Regions from separate parts of the Sus scrofa genome. Here regions 2 and 3 are each linked to region 1. Evidence: chromatin contacts called from public HiChIP or PLAC-seq data. All regions are on one chromosome and are shown on one strand. The core of a region is the stretch at or near the end of the contact, and the rest is flanking DNA. Distances in the headings are between cores, read along the strand shown. Region 1 overlaps ZC3H7A (zinc finger CCCH domain-containing protein 7A). Region 2 overlaps LOC102157603. Region 3 overlaps LOC102157603.

Region 1 (2,800 bases), core at 198-2,697:
TCTGGGGCCCCTGGGCGGACGGTCTGGAAAATTTCACGTCTTTCCTGTTCATCTTCCCTCCCAAGCGGAGTTCTTGTGTGTGGTGAGCTCTTTCCCGGGCCTTCAGGGGGCTGGGCTCCTTAAGAGGCACCCTGCACACATCTGAGGGCAAGTTCAAAGAGCAAAGCTCCGGGGCGGGCGGAGGTGGGGTGGCAGAAAGTAGGAACATGCTTCCTGAAGGTGTTTCGCACAGCCTTCATCCGGAGGGCTTCTTTCTCCATCAAGGGGAAAAAGTGTCTCATCAAATATCCAGCAGGAGAGTCCGAGTTTCAAGAGGGCAGTGGAACGTTGTAGGGAGAACCAGGTAATGCGGGTTCGCTCCCTGGGCATGTGGTCTCTGAGGGGTGAAGTGTATCCTGCTGCTGCCGGAAGAGTTCCCACAATGAGCTCACACTGTTGCAAGCTGGCCTGGACCCAGCTGTTACTTCAAGCGCGTTTGTTTGTTTGTTTGTTTGTTTGTTTGTTTCTGCCATTTCCAAGAGAGGCTGGAGGCTGAGGGCCGCATTTACTACACGTGGGTACTCATAATAATGTCTCACCTGAAATTTAGGACTAGCTTCTTAGGGAAAAATACAAGCCCTGGGCCCCATGCCCTGGGGCCTCCTCTCTGGTCCTGTGAGAGGCTGTCTTGGCCCGAAGGCTGTTGAATATTCATTCCTCACGTCTACACCCATGACGTCGTGGGCGGATTCCACATGGAGATCATCCCTGGACTGCTGTCCTAACTCCCCGCGTCCCTTCCACTTGTCCAGATTGTCTTAAATTACGTCCCTTGCACACGTCATCGTGTCTGCCTGCGTGTGCAGAGGCCTGTGTTTATTCTGTTCCTCCTGAGTGGCTGTCAAGTGCCCACCTGTCTGCCAGAGCTGTATTTGTCTTGCCCAGCCCAGCCCAGGGCCAACTCGGACGAGCTCGCCCCGCTCCAGGCAGCACTGGCACATGCAGGGCAAAATAGCTCCGTGGATAAGAAGGCAGGCTGGGCGCCAACCCGGCCGGCTCGGCCACTCCCAAGCTGTGTGACCTCTGTGACTGCGTCACCCCTCTGTGCTTCGGCTTCCTCCTACACCCACCTCCTAGGCTCCTCGGGAGGATCAGATGCTTTGACCCACGTAAAGCACTTAGAAGAGTGTCTGGAGTGCAGGCCGAGCTGGCCGTGTTTGCCGTTCCTTCTGTCCCTACCGTGTGTTGTAGTCACATTTCTTTGCCTTGTTGTCCTCTGCTAATGGGAGCTGGATTCTCAAGTTACCATGAAAGGCCAAACTTTCATGGTTTTGCATTCCGTGGTTCAGCATCGGACTAGACTTGGCGCTAATGGGTTTCGCCGAACAGGTGCTGAACCAGTAGTTAAGGGATTATGTAGACCAGAGCTCTGCGTACCTTTCCTTCTGTAAAACTTCAGTGAGTAACAGCTGATTCCAGAAAGGTGACGTGTGTTCCTGCCGGCGAGAGTAGTTAACTGAATGAAATTCCGATCTAACTGAGTGTCTTGCTTTAAAAAGTACTGTTCAGAGTTGCACCCCCCCCATTTCCTTTTCCTTTAAGGCAGAGAGGGTGTGTCTGAGTTGCTTTTCCCCTGGTGGGGTCAGTGGCACTCGTTGCCGCCCCAGCTTTGGAGGTCACTTACTGTCGCTGCCTCCTGTTGATTCCCACTCTGTGACTTCCTCACCACCTGGCTCGACCGGCCTCCGAGGCCGGCTCGTCTCCTGTCACCTCCTCTGGTGCCATCCTTTGGTTTGTCGTGCTTTTGACATGGGACCCCTTCATTCAGTCTTCCTTCAAGGGTTCATTGACCTGGTCCTGGAGCATGTAAAACAGCCAGGACGAAGGACAGGGACCCCTGGAAGGGAGCAGGGGTAGGAGCGGGGTGTGGTGACAGTAGTGGGCTGAAGGCTGGCCTCTGACATTGAAACCAAGACCCTGGGTTGACAGGAGCCAGCGCTGGCAGGGCCTCCTCGCCTGCCCGCTCGCGTCTCTCACAAGCGACCTATCTGGATCTGTTTCTTGCCTATCAATAAAAGAAAAAAGAAAAGAAAGGAGCCAGCCCCGCGCAGATCTAGGAAGAGTGTCATGGGCAGTGGGAACAGCAAGCACTGGGTCCCGGACACAGAGCCCTTGACTCATTCCAGGAACCTACAGGAAGACAGTCAGGGCGACAGGGCCTGGGTGGTGCGTCATGCTGGGGAGTCTGGGTCCCATTCTGAGTGCCTCTGGGCCGCCAGTGGAGGATTTTCAGCAGGGCTGTGACAACCGATCTGTGTTTGTAGAGAGCATTCCTTTCAGTTCCATGTGGGAAACAGATGGGGGAGGGGATGGAAGCTAAGGGCAGAGCAGAGAGGAGGCTCTGGGGACGTCCACGTGCGACTCCGGCAGAGGGGGTTCTAGAGCTGTCAGGCTTGGGGTGCCTGGCATGTCTTTGACAGTATCACCCATAGAGGCTTTGCCAGTGGATTGGTTGGATGTGGTTAAGAGAAGGAAGGTGACTGGTTTGAGCAAATGGCCAGAAGGTGATTTCATTCTGAAAAGGTAAGTTTGATCAAAGGGTTAGGCTTGGGAGGAGGGTATAAGATTGGGGGGCATTCCAGATAGAAATGTTGAGTAGGAGTTCCCGTAGTGGTGCAGTGGTTAACGAATCCGACTAGGAACCATGAGATTGAGGGTTCGGGCCCTGCCCTTGCTCAGTGAGTTAACGATCTGGCGTTGCCGTGAGCTGTGATGTAGGTTGCAGACGCGGCTCGGATCCCGCGTTGCTGTGGCTCTGGTA
Region 2 (2,700 bases), core at 141-2,640, 410 kb after region 1:
CTATAGGAAAGTTCCTGTAGGACGGTGGACATTCGTAAATCGGATTCCCTCCACCGGTTTTATCGTGATGTTTTATCCCACTGCTGCACCACAGTGGGAACTCCCAGGATCTGGTCTCTTAACTTTCAAATATACCAGACAGCAGGCTTGGCTGCAGTCATCCTGTTATCCATACATCCCGGGTATTTCTCTTATAGCACCGATTGGTAATATCTTGCCACATCTTTCCGCTTATACTTACATATGCTTATACATTTGTGTATTCGTACCCATTTTTTTTTCTGTATTGTCATGAGTTGATCCTGAGATGTTTTCGGAGATAGCATACCTCTTTATTCCTGTAACAAGGCTATTTTCTTGTGTGACCCAATAGAATTACAAAATTCAGGAAACTTAACGGGTGACATTATCAGACATATAGTTTGTAAAACATTTCCCAGTTGCCACAAGAATTCTTCTTGTGCAATAATGCCCTTTCCAGCTGTTTTGTAAGAACTGTTTTAGCCTTTACACCCAATTCCGGCTCTCTTGCAACTGTTCATCTCACCCCTGCAACGAAAAAGCAGCCACAGACAGTATTTAAATAAATGGGCCTGACTGTGTTCCAGTAACACTTTATTTGCAAGATCAGGAGGAGGGACAACTTTGGCCAGAAAGGCTGACTCCAGGAGTTCCTGTCGTGGCGCAGCGGTTAACAAATCCAACTAGGAACCATGAGGTTGCAGGTTCGATCCCTGGCCTTGCTCAGTGGGTTAAGAATCGGGCATTGCCGTGAGCTGTGGTGTAGGCCGCAGATGCGGCTCGGATTCTGCATGGCTGTGGCTGTGGTGTAGGCCAGCGGCTACAGCTCTGATTTGACTCCTGGCCTGGGAACCTCCATATGCCGCAGGTGCTGCTCTAAAAGGACAAAAAGACAACAAAACAAAACACTAGCGACTTGCCAGTGTCCAGGCAATTTTTTTTAATCACACATCTGAATTTGTCAGATTGTTTGTCTAAGACGTAATTCAAGGTGGACATTTTTCACAGGGGCATCGCAAAGTTAATGGGGCATCTGCAGAGCTTTTAAAAACACCAGTTCTAGGCCCTGTTCCAAGAGGTTCCATTTTTAAAGGTCTTAGGGTGGGGCCTAGAATCTGTATTTTTAGCAAGTGCCCTAAGTGATTTCCGCTATCCGGCCAACGTGGAAGTTAGCACATTATTTCATATAATTTTCATATCAACCCATTAATAAAGCAGGTATCCTTATCGCCATTTATCAGGTTGGAAAGGGAGGCTCGTGTAGGTAAAGAACTAGCCGGAGGTTCTTCACCCATACCTGGAAGAGCCATGTTGGATGCCATGCCCGATGCCTGTGTGTGGTCCTGGGCATTTGCCCGTCCTGCTGTCTACAGTGATCGTACAGCTAGAATTCTTGCCTGCCCGCCCAGGCCACTGGCTCTTTTCAAGTCAGTGTCATAGCGTGAAGGGCACTGGGAGATTGTTGTCATGGTCACACCTGGTCGTTGAAATGGAGATTCAGGACCCTCACATCAGCCTTTATCCCACCCAGGGAGCTGTGAGTTTGGGGGGGGCCTGGGGCTTTGGGAAGCAGAGCTTACGTAGAGCATGGAGCCAGCGTCTTCCTGAGTGTTACACCTGCAAAGATCTGACCTGCTTTTCTTCCAACCCAGCTGCGATACTCGGAGGGTGGAGCCGAGAGCACGTTTGTCTTGAGGATGGAGGAGCATCATTTCCACGTCGGCACCAGGCTCGTAGCTGCCAAGAACAGTCTTGCCAACATCATCAAGCTGGAACAGACCTTCCCCCAGGTGTGTGGAGGGGGCCAGGGCCAGGGCAGAGGGGGTGGTTCCTGGGGCAGCTCTTTGAAATAAGAGAGATTCCGGGAAGGATCCGGTGCAGGCAGGGCTGTGATGTCAGTTTCCATTTTTTGAGCATCTTCTAGGTACCAAGCCGGGAACTATTCCAGAAGCTGAGAATATTGCCTGGAACAGGCCTGATGGGTCCTTCCTCAAGTGTAGAGTATAGTGGGGAGACTGACCAAAAAATAAGAAGGAAAAAGGCCAGATGATGATATAGCCTATAGAAAAAACAGAATAGGGGATGCGAGTAGGAATTACGGAGAACTATGCAGGTGTCCAGGATAGGCCCCACTAAGGGGGAGACATTTGAACTACCCCCAATGACAGGCAAGGAAGTATCAGCCATTGGCAAGCTGGCGAAAGGGCATTCCAGGCAGAGAGAACAAGATGTGCAAAGGGCCTGGGGCAGGAATGAATTGGGTATGTTGAAGGAATGGCCACTGGGCTGGAGCACAGTGGGTAAGGGGGAGACAGTGAGCAGGAGGGGGTCCAGGCATGCAGAGCCTGTCAGGCCACAGGGAGGAGTTTGGATTTTAGTCTCTTTGAACCTGGAGGTCTTTTGAGGACGTGATCCAAATGATGCTTTTGGATTCCCTGAGCTGCTGTGTTGGGAGGGACCAGCAGGGGGCAGCAGAGACGCCAGTGAGCTGGGCGAGAATGATGGTGTCATGGACCAAGGTGGGGCGGTAGCAATGAGTTTTAGAGACATTTAAGAGCATGGGAGTTCCCTGGTAGCCTAGAGGTTAAGGATCCAGCATTGTCACTGCTGTGGCGTGGGTTCAATACCGTGCCCAGGAATTTCCGCATGCTGTGGGCACAGCCAAAAAAAAAGAGAGAG
Region 3 (2,700 bases), core at 30-2,529, 430 kb after region 1:
CTCTGGGGTGGCCCAGGGGGTGGCGGTCCCCTCCTGAGGCCACTGCACCCAGCGGAGCCGCCCAGGAGAAGAGGTCCAGGCAGGAGGCCAGAGTCTTAGGTTCGTCCCCCCAGGTGAGTGGTGACTGCGAGGCTGTGGAGAAGACACGACCCGCATGCCCAGGACAGAGCCCCGCCTGCCAGGCCCTCTTCCAGGACCCCCGCTCCAGCCTGAGGAGCTGCTTCGGGGTGGTGAGTGTGCGGCTGCAGAGGCCACTCAAGCAGATGGGCTGAGGGACAAAGGTGGCCCTGGCCCCGATCTAGCCCCCCGCCCCCGCCTCTTCTAAGCTACTCCCCAGGGTGCGGGGGGGGGAGGAGGGGGGGCAGGGTCACTGATCGCGGGTGCTGGATTGCAGGTGGACCCCGCGCCCTTCCTTAGCCTGTGCATCCAGGACCCCTGTGGCACCCAGGAGCACCCACCTGCCTGCAACCTGGCAGCCGCCTACATCCACCTGTGTGCCCGGGGCTCCGTGCCCCTGGACCCTCCTCCACAGTGCGGTAAGCTGCCGCGGCCACTCGCGCTCCAACCCTGCCTGGTTGACTTCTGCCTTCCATCCCAGAGAGAAAAACCAGGTTCTTTCTCATAGCTCCTGCCAAGGAGTCAGGCACTTAGCTGTCGTACAGTGAGCCAATCATCAAAGCAAAGTTATATGCAAAGGGGTGCTTATTGAGAAAGACAAAAAGGGCTCGTAGCTCCCGCCTCCATGCCAACTCCAGTGAGCCTGTGACCTCTGGCACAGGAGACAATCTCCGGGAGGTCAGGCAGCTGTAAAGTCAGCTCCTAAAAACATAGAACCACAGGAGTTCCCGTCGTGGCTCAGCAGAAACGAATTGGACTAGCATCCATGAGGTCCCCGGGCCTCGCTCAGTGGGTTACGGATCTGGCATTGCCACAAGCTGCAGTGTAGGTTGCAGACGCGGCTCGGATCTGGTGTGGCTGTGGCTGTGGTGTAGGCCGGTGGCTACAGTTCTGATTCGACCCCCAGTCTAGGAACCTCCATATGCCGCAGGTGCAGCCCTAAAAAGACATAAACTTAGAACCACAGACTTGCCATTAGGGGGGTTGAATGTCCACTCCCTACAGTGTCTGGGGACCTCCAGGCAGCCCTGCAGCCGGTGCCGTGCATGATTCCTGTAGCTCAAGCCCCGCTCCCCAGACCCGGAAGTTAGAGACTACAGCAAACAGCAGCCCTGTAAACAGAGCACTTACTCATGACATTCGTAGAAAAACAGGAAGCGGGGGGAGGTTACTGGAAGATCTAGAGTGACAGGGAGAGAGGTCTCTACATTACAGGAAGGATGATTAGGCTCAACAAGGAAAAGGGGGAAGTGATAGTCCAGGAGCAGGGTGGTGGTCAGGGGATAGAAAATTCCTAAGGGGGAGTTCCTGCTGTGTCACAGTGGAAACGAATCTGACTGGTATCCATGAGGATGCGGGTTCGATCCCTGGCCTCGCTCAGTGGGTTGGGGATCCAGTGTTGCCAAGAGCTGTAGTGCAGATGACAGACACAACTTGCCTCCTGCGTTGCCATGGCTGTGGTGTAGGCTGGCAGCTACAGCTCCTGTTTGACCCTTAGCCTAGGAACTTCTATGAGCTGTGGGTGGGTGCGGCCCTAAAAAGCCAAAAAAAAAATCCTAAGGGGTAACATCAGGCGTGGGCAAGATTCCGGCTCACCTGACCTAACGAGATTCTCGCTGAAGGCAGGCCCGGGTGGTCCCTGGGTGAGGACCCCTAGTCAGATGTTGAGGTGATCAGCTGTGGGGGGTCCTGCTAGAGCTGGATGACACAGAGATGACGGGAGACCGAAAGTCAGGGCTTGCTTGAGAAGAGTTGTAAGGAGCCCAAATAGAGTTTGATCAAGGAGAAAAATCTTTCTCCAAGACTTCAGATGCTAGAATTAGACATTATTAAAGACAAGCACCATTCCAAAACTAAGTTTTAGAAATGAAAAAATAGGAGTTCCCACTGCAGCGTAGGTCACAACTGCACCTCAGCACCGATCCCTGGGCCAGGCACTCCATAATCCGTGCGTGGGGTGGCCAAAAAAAGGGGAAAAAAAAGAAAAACGAAGAAAAGTATTCACTGAAATTTAAACCTTAATAGCAGAAGAGAAAATTAATTGGAAACCATGAAGGAATTTCAAAAACAAAATGAGGATTTGAGAGATGTGACTCCTCAGATTGAAGAAGTACAACGCGCCCCAAATGCTGTTAATAAACCCTTTCCAAGACCCATCAGAGTGACTGCAGGAGTTCCTGCCGTGGCTCAGTGGAAACAAATCTGACTAGCATCCGTGAGGATGCAGGTTCAATCCCTGGCTTTGTTCAGTGGGTTAAGGATCTAGCATTGCCATGAGTTGCGGTGTAGGTTGCAGATTCGGATCTGGCGTTGCTGTGAGCTGTGGTGTAGGATGGCGACTACAGCTCTGATGGGACTCCTAGCCTGGGAACTTCCCTATGCTACGGGTGCGGCCCTTTAAAAAAAAAGAAAAGAAAAAGACACAAACAGAGTGACTGCAGCAAAACCAAAACAAAGGTCTTCAGAGCCATCAGAGAGGATGAAGAAGAGGTGATCTTTCAAGACCCAACCTCCTACCAGCAACGACCGAAGACGGGGCCTGAAGCTTTACAGCATGAAGAGAGAATAATCGTCGGTTTAGAG

Evidence for each region. HiChIP or PLAC-seq counts read pairs in DNA pulled down with a chosen protein or histone mark.
Region 2: an H3K27ac HiChIP or PLAC-seq map of alveolar macrophages shows a contact between it and region 1. The contact joins two enhancer-like sites. A contact is called at or near these places in 15 of 47 Hi-C or Micro-C datasets (alveolar macrophages, blood, brain and 10 more) and 1 of 2 datasets of contacts at active chromatin or transcription factors (alveolar macrophages).
Region 3: an H3K27ac HiChIP or PLAC-seq map of alveolar macrophages shows a contact between it and region 1. The contact joins two enhancer-like sites. A contact is called at or near these places in 2 of 5 promoter capture datasets (fetal liver and skeletal muscle), 15 of 47 Hi-C or Micro-C datasets (alveolar macrophages, blood, brain and 10 more) and 1 of 2 datasets of contacts at active chromatin or transcription factors (alveolar macrophages).

The regions. Positions count from the first base shown.
Region 1 is chr3:31,335,129-31,337,928 of Sscrofa11.1, forward strand. The region is part of intron 1 of ZC3H7A (zinc finger CCCH domain-containing protein 7A); the gene reads left to right. Among named protein-coding and RNA genes, the nearest start is that of ZC3H7A, 4.0 kb to the left of the region's middle. Within about 2 kb of position 1,448, at least 43 of the 83 cell types and tissues checked have an H3K27ac peak or open chromatin away from gene starts, as enhancers often do. A contact at or near this core is called in alveolar macrophages, fetal liver and retroperitoneal adipose tissue, where this site is marked.
Region 2 is chr3:31,742,556-31,745,255 of Sscrofa11.1, forward strand. LOC102157603 reads left to right here. Exons shown (of 53, transcript XM_021086611.1): 33 at 1,674-1,811. Among named protein-coding and RNA genes, the nearest start is that of RMI2, 71 kb to the right of the region's middle. Within about 2 kb of position 1,391, at least 3 of the 83 cell types and tissues checked have an H3K27ac peak or open chromatin away from gene starts, as enhancers often do. A contact at or near this core is called in alveolar macrophages, where this site is marked.
Region 3 is chr3:31,768,507-31,771,206 of Sscrofa11.1, forward strand. LOC102157603 reads left to right here. Exons shown (of 53, transcript XM_021086611.1): 51 at 114-230; 52 at 395-536. Among named protein-coding and RNA genes, the nearest start is that of RMI2, 45 kb to the right of the region's middle. Within about 2 kb of position 1,280, at least 8 of the 83 cell types and tissues checked have an H3K27ac peak or open chromatin away from gene starts, as enhancers often do. A contact at or near this core is called in alveolar macrophages, fetal liver and retroperitoneal adipose tissue, where this site is marked.